2 separate regions of the Gossypium hirsutum genome follow, and region 1 is linked to region 2. The links are chromatin contacts, called in public Hi-C maps. All regions are on one chromosome and are shown on one strand. The core of a region is the stretch at or near the end of the contact, and the rest is flanking DNA. Distances in the headings are between cores, read along the strand shown.

What was found. Hi-C and Micro-C count contacts between places; a contact is called where the count stands out from the background.
Region 1: a Hi-C map of leaf shows a contact between it and region 2, with 1.9 times the contacts expected there. The contact joins the enhancer-like site here to the promoter of LOC107926784 in region 2. A contact is called at or near these places in 3 of 34 Hi-C or Micro-C datasets (all in leaf).

Annotation. Positions count from the first base shown.
Region 1 is chrD11:58,161,948-58,166,584 of Gossypium_hirsutum_v2.1, reverse strand. No RefSeq gene overlaps it. Among protein-coding and RNA genes, the nearest start is that of LOC107926839, 19 kb to the left of the region's middle. Within about 2 kb of position 1,749, at least 1 of the 9 cell types and tissues checked has an H3K27ac peak or open chromatin away from gene starts, as enhancers often do. A contact at or near this core is called in leaf, where this site is marked.
Region 2 is chrD11:58,095,809-58,100,110 of Gossypium_hirsutum_v2.1, reverse strand. It overlaps LOC107926784 (receptor-like protein 9DC3), which reads right to left and starts at 2,025. Exons shown (of 3, transcript XM_016857710.1): 1 at 1,958-2,025; 2 at 1,453-1,822. The coding sequence starts at 2,025.

The DNA of each region.
Region 1 (4,637 bases), core at 500-2,999, 67 kb before region 2:
AATAGAAATGATGGCTGCTCGTTTAGCGGTTAAGAAATGGCATTATTACTTGATAGGGAGACATTTTAAAATTCGTATGAACCATTAAAGCTTAAAATTCTTGACTGAGAAGATGGAAGTTACACCCTTTCAACAAAAATGGGTTCCTAAGATGACTAGCTTTTATTGAGGTATTATATCGAAATGGGTCTGGAAACTCAGCTGCTGATGCTTTGTCCAGTTAGCCTGTTTTGCGTGATGGGCAATTGTTCCTGCTTACCTCTAGTGCTGTTAGCTCTCAACTGCTGTCTCATGTAGAAACATCTTATCAGTTGGATCCTAAACTATGGAAGTTGTGTGGTAAGGTCCAATAGTAGAACAACTCCCACCTAGAGTTTAGTTGGGATGGCATATTCCTTCGAAGGAAAGACATGATTGTGGTTAGGAATGTAGGCAGTTTGAAATAGGAACTCTTTAAGTTATTCCATGACAGTGTTCTCGATGGCCATTTGGGGGTTCATGCTACTATCAAGAGAATCAATAGTCAGTTGTATTGAAAAGGACTCACTAAGGACATCAAACAAGTGATACATGAATGCACCTCTATCAAAGAAACAAGATCGAAACTGTCACTCTTCCAGGTCTGTTATAGCCATCACCCATTCCCGAACAAGCTTGGTCTTCCATTGCTATAGATTTTATTGAAGGGCTGCCTTGCTCCAAAGGCAAAAATGTGATTCTGGTTTTCATGGACCACCTTACGAAGTACACGTATTTCATGGCTTTATCCCATCCTTACTTTGCTCTCACTGTTGTTCAAGTGTTTCTGGATAACGTGTACAAGTTACATGGCATACCCGATTCCATTAATTCTGATAGGGACAAGATTTTTGTTAGCCAGTTTTGGCAGGACTTGTTCAAGAAAGTAGGTACAAAACTCCACATTTCCACAACTTACCATCCGAAGACCAATGGAAAAACGAAAGTGCTCAATAAGTGTTTGAAAGGTTACTTATGTTGCATGACGAGAGAGAAACCATAGGACTCGGTCAACTGGTTTTCTTTAGCTGAGTGGTGGTATAACACCAGTTTCCACTCAGCTATTAAGTGTACTCCATATGAGGCCTTATATGGCCAATCTCTTCCTCTTCACACGCCATACTTAGCCGGGGTGTCTTTCGTGGCCACTATGGATAGGAGTTTGCAGTGTTGGGAGGCTGCTAGGTAGCTACTAAAATTTTATCTCAGAAAAGCTCAAGATAAAATGCGACAGCAAGCTGATAAGGATCGCACAGGTTGCGATTTTTACGAAGGGAACTGGGTTTATTTACGACTTTAGCTATACAGATAGCATTTGGTCAAAAAGGTGTTGAATAAAAAGTTGGCTCCCAAAATTTTCGAACCTTATTGGGTGGTCAGTAGGATTGGGAAGGTGGTATATAGATTCCAACTACCATAAGGATCGAGGGTCCATCCTACATTTCATATTTTGCAACTTAAGAAACATGTTGGTACTGCTCAGGTGCAACCAGCTCTTCGAGTGATGGACGACTAATGATCTTTGGCCAATGAACCTATTCGCATCATCGATGGACGAATGGTGAAATGTAGAAATGCGGCTGCAATAGAAGTTTTGGTTGAATGGACAAACTCTTTCATCAATGATGCTAATAGGGAACCTTTGAAGAAGTTGAAGATGGTCTATCCTCATTTCGATCCTTGAGGATAAGGATCCTTTCGTAGGGGAAGTAATTGTTATGGACCCATGAACCAGTTTGGGCTGAGACCAGTTGGGCTGAGATAGTGGGCCTAAGGGAATTGGTCAAACAGTGCGAAACATCAAGTTAATAAAATGGTGCGTTTTGTGCATGGCAATCTTATCGTATATTTTGTTGTTTTTTCTATTATTTTTGCTGTTATTATTTTCCCTATATTTTCACATGTAAGGGATGGAAATGTTCAAGAAGAGAATACAGTTGTAAAAATTATTCTCTCTCTCTGTTTGGTCTCTTCTTCTCTGTTCTTATTCTTCTTCAGTCTTCTAGATTTCTAGTTTGGTTTCTATCATTGTCACCACCCTTTCCCTCTTCTCTATTTCATCTTCCCACTGTCACCACCAACCCGCCACCCTAAAAAATCAAAAAAAAAAATCAACCCACAACCAACTCCCCATTCCTTCTTCTCTTTTTAATCCTCCCATTGTTGCCTCATTCGAAAATCAGAAGCCTGGTCTTCCAGCTGTTCGATGATATTGCTCAATCAAAAACCAAAAGCTGATCGTATTTTTCCGATGTGTTTCAAGCAAACCTGCTACTCTCGTAAGAATTCCTATTTCCCATTTTGCTTGATTTATTTTTGTGTAATTTCTTAGCAGTCAGACTGGATCCTTAATTTCCCAATCTGTCTACTCTTGTTATTTGGATCCTTGTAATTTTGTTGTTATTATTTTTTTAGTTTTACTAAAGCAAAAAATAATCTTATTTTATCTATCCAAATATAATATTATGATTTTATGATCATGAACAAAAAAAATTGTCGCTCCATTGTAAACTACAGCCACAACCACAACCACAACCACAATATCTTCGAGCCTGTTTTTAACCAAAGCATTTCCAGTAGAGGTTCCAATGGCTAAAGCAACAACTAAGATACTGACCCTTTGAGTTAAATTCGTTAACTCAATATAATCCTATTTTATCTCATTTTCACCATTATGTTTTATTAATGATTATCATGATCATTGTGAAAAAATAATTGTGATAAATTGCTGGTTTGAGAACAAGCAACCCGTGGCCACGTTACATATTTATCAATCCACCCAATGCCAATAAAAAGGTATCGTTAACTATTTTATTAAGCTATGAATTACACTATTTCTAGTAAAGCCATACCATACACAAGTCATGTACACAATATATTGGCTATAGACTCAATCATCTTTAGAGCATAAGTCTCCACTTTTATTAAAGCACATATGTTACATATGCATGGTCAGTGAATAACCCGAGATTTAGTTAAATTACACCATGAGTGTCACAAGTGAATTAATTCCCAAACAGATTCATAATTAATTCATCTTGGGTTTAGTATAATATATCATTCTTCCTATAAATGCATCTATGTCTCTACCCGTGGAGTCAACTGCTCCGATAGCCAAAACTAGTTATATCTTCAATTGGAATTGTAGACAACATAATAATCCTTATAAGTATTTGAATCAAATGCTCACTTTGATTCTTTTACGAGATTACAGACTCATTTAGATTATTTAATTAAGTAAGTTTTCTTTCTCGCAATGTAAACGTTCTTAAAATCCCACTTATCATTAGTTTGAACTTAGACAATCAATGATCTAATATTTGCTTGTCAAAATTTTGTTGCACACGCATTAGTAAAATAAATAAATATTAAATTAAAATATATTTAAATCACAAGATCGAACAAGAACAATATAAATTAACATATATTTATATAATAAAAAAAGAACAAAAATAAAGACTGGATTAAAATATTATACTCGTAGGTAGGTAGGAAAAATAGATTGGAAGTTGAGACCTGTTTTCACAGTTTCCTTAAGATAGATTCGACTGTTGCTTTGGTGCTGGAGAAACATTGGTCAATTGTATCTCAGGATATAACAAGAAAAAGAGCACAGTAGTAGCACGGCTACAGTGATCAACGGATAGTAGTCTTACCTTCGTCTATCACCAAAAATAGTTTGAAAAATATGTAGGGAAAAGATATCTCGAAATGTTTTTTGAAAACTTCAGTGTATCTCTTTTCATGTAGAATATTTGGTTTTAAATAAATTCAAATGGAGAACTTTTGGAAATCTTTGACTAATGGAGCCAAAATGTGTCCATGAATTAAAGAGCCATTGAAACCTAAATTAACGTTTGAATTAAAAGAGCTATTAACTATTTTTAATTCCAAACAGATAAGCTCTGCTAAGGAAAAAAATATTACGTATTGGGCTAAAATGTCTGTAGGCCTAGAAAGGCCCGACCAGTTTGGACATTTCACATCGCTCACATTGTGCGAGTGCGTCCCTAACCCTAGCGGGTTTGTATTTGCACCCCTCATACGCGCAAGGGAGAGTATTAGTTTTTTTATTCACTATCCACCAAGTTGGTTCACATTTATAAATATATTCCACACTTGATATCTAATCAATGTGGGACTTAGCTTTCTATTTTCCTCAACATAATTCATAAGTGGCTTAAGCATCAATTTCTCATTCATCACTCAACCATTTTGAGCATACGATATACCGTTGTAAAGGTCACATGGATTAGAATATAAAACCATAGTTTTAATTCAAATCTCCATCTTTATTAATCAAGAATATGCCTCAAAGCTTCCAAAAAATTCATGTTTCCAACAAATTTCGCTATAAATTCAAAATATGAAAGATTAAAATACAAAAGACAAAATAGTAAAATGTGAAATTTATTTATTCATCGTTACATAAAAAAATATGTTTATTGTAGTATGGACTCATTTCCCAAAGTTCTGTTTAGCACTTTGGTGCTCTCTAATGGGTTTTAACTACCTATGTATCTGAGTTTATTTACTAGAAATTATCGAGCTAATTGGTATATGGAAATTGAAAAAAAAATGAAATGAAATGATATTTATATAAAGAGATAGTTGAATGT
Region 2 (4,302 bases), core at 776-3,275:
AACTAATTTTGAATAATTTAGTAACTAGAAAAAGTAAAAGATCATTTAATTATTTTTTCAGATTTAAAAAATTCAAAAAATTCAAAAAATTATTTTGAAAAATAAAAAATCATTATAATTATTAAAAAATATACAAAATATAAAGTATTTTCTAAATATTTTTAAAATTTTAAAATTAATTAAACGCTGACATGTCATGTACATCAACAAAATTAACAAATGTTAACATTTCCATCTGTTTTAGGTTGATTTGACAAAAAAAATACAAGTTCAAGGATTAAAAAAAAATTAAATAAAGGGCTAAAATAATTTTTTTTATAAAATTGAAGGAATAAAAAATCCATTCACAAAACATGTTTTTGATAATTTTATATTCCCTAAAAACATCACTTTTATGTTAAAATTTGTAAACTTCATCTTAATGATATTAGATATTTTAATTAATTAAATTTTATAAATATATATTGAAAGTTTTTATAATATATATATTTTAATTTTTATCCATGATAAAATTTAAAGAAGGGTCAAAAGTTGAAATTTTTAATCATCAAAGTTTTTTACATTGTTTTTCTAAATCATCTAATCGGTTAACTAAATGAAGGAATCAATCACATGACATTTTTTAATTAGCATAGTTATCAACTTTATACCTTCAATCAATTTAGTTATGTTTACAGAGGCGAAGCCAGAACAATTTTAATTTTTTATAGTCTATATCTTTATAATTTTTAAAAAAAAAATTAAATATAGGGGAGGCCAAAGTGCAATTTTACCTTTATTAATTTAAAATTTTAAAAAATTTAAAGGCCTAAATAATAATTTTTTATTTTAAGGGGCAGAGCCCACACCAACGGCCCGCTCTAGATTCGTCTCTGTATGTTTATATTTAAAAATTTTAAAATGAAAAAGAATAGATAAAATTATATATATATATTTATATTGAGATGAGTATGTGATACAATGACAATGTATTTTTTTACAACCCAAAATCATATGTCTCAACAATGCTCATTGGGTGCGCCAATTAAGCTAACCATGTTCTCTTTACGTTATAGTCAGTGGAATCTTCTTCTTTTAATATGCCTATGGTCTATCAAAAATAATATTACCTCCCTTTCTTCTTTACCAACTCTATCTTTGGAAGAAATTAACCAACCTCTCTTGTTATTTTATTTAATTCTAACTAGCGACATCAGTTTTGTTAAGAAGATACGAAAACACATGGAAGGCACCAATTAATACCATCTTTATAATCTAGTGCATCAACAGGAAAACATATTACAAACAATACAACATACAATAAAGCAGAAGGTCACCACAACTATAAAACTTGTTTTGCAAATAAAAAATAAAAAAGCCGCCAAAGAATTCACTTCTCTACCATTTTGCAAATCTTTCCTGAACTTTCTCGACGATCCTAATCAGCCACCATGACTTTCCAGTTGTGAGTACAATGTATCCCAAGCTCACTCCCAACACCAACCCACATCCGTATCCCATCAATATAGAAAATCTCCAATTCAATTCTTCATCATCATCTCCATCAAATTTGGCTGGAGTTTTCTCATCATTATCACATCTATTTAAAAATGGCAACCCGCATAAACCCAAGTTTCCTATGTAGGAATCATTGTTGAAAGTGTTAAATTGTTTTCCTTGAGGAATGGGTCCTGTTAAATTATTTTGAGAAAGGTTTAACACTGTTAAGAATCCAAGATTTGTTAATTCTGTTGGAATTCTTCCTTGGAGCTTGTTTGATGAGAGATCTAAGGATTCAAGCTCTAACAAATCACCCAATGATGATGGGATAGGACGTATTAAGCTGTTATGAGAGAGGTTTAGGACAATAAGTGAATGAAGTTCACCAAGTGTTTTAGGAATTTATCCCAAGAATTTATTGTTTGAAAAGTCAATTACCATCCAACTGGTTAATAGTGCTTCAAACTCTATTTCCAACCCTTTTGCCATGAAAGATAAACCTCCCACATAATAGTACTCTGTTCCATTAACTAGTGAATTCGTCATGTACTCCCGTTTACCTTTCTTTTCATTCCCTTTTCTAATGTCATGCAAATTCTCCAAAAACTTGATAGGTAAGTAGCCACTGAGATTATTGTGAGAAAGATCAATGACATGCAAATGAGTGAAGGAAACAATAACATTAGAGCTAACCACTTGGCCATGGAATCTATTCGATCTCAAAATAAGAACTTATAGATGATCCAAATTTCCTAACCAGTCTGGGAAAGTATCATTTAAATAGTGGTTCCCAACATCGAGAAGCTCCAAATCTTTACAATTAGCCAAAGATCGTGGTAGTGACCCTTCTAACTGGTTGTTGTTGATTTGAAAACTTTGTAACGTGCAACCTTGAGCAAACTTCGGAATTGTTCAACACAAACTATTCTTAAATAAAGAGAGAATTATAAGGGAACTCAAATTGCATATTGAAGAAGGGATTTCTCCAACTAAGTTATTCTCTGAAAGGAGACAGCATTGCAATGAAGATGGCAGAGTTGGAATTCGTCCTTGAAGAAAATTTGGAGTAGAATTAGAATTAGGAGTTTGAAGATTCATTGAAACAATAAATGTAAATGAATTGTATTTGTGGTGTAATACATGCTTTGTATAGCCAATAAAATGATTGGTTAATTTACTATACTACTTCTAACAATTTTGAGATGCATGAGGACGACTCTAAGATTGTAATCTACGAAATGAAAACTACCACTATCTTCCAAACACATATCTAAAGTAACTTTTATTTTGATTACGTAATAATAAGATGGAATTGCATAAAAGTAACATCAAAAGGAGAAAAAAGAAAAATCAAATTATACCTAACAATTTGTTACGGAAGAGATAAAGGTTTTAGAGAGGAGTAATTGAAGGAATTTCGCTTAAAACATATAATTAAATATATCAAAATTAACTAACATTTAAAACTACAGTTAGAAGAATGAAGATAAGTTTGATTGAGACAATTTTGAGTTCAAAAAAATAAAATATTTTAATTGATGTTATGCTTTGTTGAGTGTAGTGGTGTGGACTGGAGTATCTTTCATGTATGGTCTATAGTCACAGCTAGAACTCATATGCTGTAGCGTCCTCAAAAAAAGAGTTGTTATTTGTTGAAGTTGACACAAGTAAGTGTCTGTTTCGATGGCTAATGCTCTAAAGGGGTGGAGAATGGATGTTCCAGTCCTTTTGCGAGTTGTTCTTTAGTGTGTGTTGATTTAGTTATTGAATTTTAAGTGAATTCAAATGCTTTCAAAATAAAATTGCAAAGAGTGGGGTTAGAGAATTGCTTCAATTTTTCCCCAAATCACGCCGTCAAACTCCTGCCTCTTGCAATTCAATTTTCTTCATTCTTCTCCTTTGTTCATTTGCTCTCATTCCCATGTTTTCTATTTCTCATTATTTTGGCGGCTACTTCGATCTTTTGGGCGTTTAACTCACTTCCTCTTTGTGATGTTGATCCACTTGTTCTTGTTTTCTTTTCCGTTGCGAGTGCGGGGTTGTGATTATTTGGTTGTTTGTTCGTGTAAGTATTCTTGAATTCTTTCCCACATTGTAAATGGGTTTACTCGTATTGTTATTTTCTGGGTGAAAACGTTCATATGCCTAATCGATTGCATTTTTAGGAGAAATTGGTGAGGCGAACAATCCTTCAATGACTTAGGATTGTGGGCGGCCTGTTATTTTCTTAAAGGTGAGTAGTTAATTCGAGTTAAAAATGTCAAAATTCGGGTTAGTAAGTTGAAGTTGGTTTTATTGGTTGTTGTGAACTGGGTTGGAAATTCGTCTCAAATAGTGTTTAATTGACGTGTTTGGGTTTCAGGAGTCTTGTGGGTGTTTTGACATTGGAATTGGATCAAGCATGTAACGAGAAAATCAAAAAATAGTGATTGGTGAAAGCCAAAATTGGGGTTTGTTGATGCCACACGGCCATGCGGTAGGCCGTGTGCAACACGTCACACAATGCCTATGCCATTTTGGGCCTTGTGGGCCACACGAGTGAGGCCATTTTGGGTTGTGTGGGCCCAAATTTTAGAATTCTTTCCTAGGGTCATACATGTCGTCCCAATCAACTATGGGCCTTCCGTGGAGGTCGGTATGTGTTTTTATAAACCCTAAAACATGAAATCTGCTAATCTGTTAGTATGAATTTTATGTAAACAACACTTAAATACATGTAATGAGATGCGATATGTTTGATCTGTTATGTATAAGCATGTTTAGTAACTGTTATACGAGCATGCATGTGATATAAGTTCTGGTATCTATTATTCTGCTATAGCT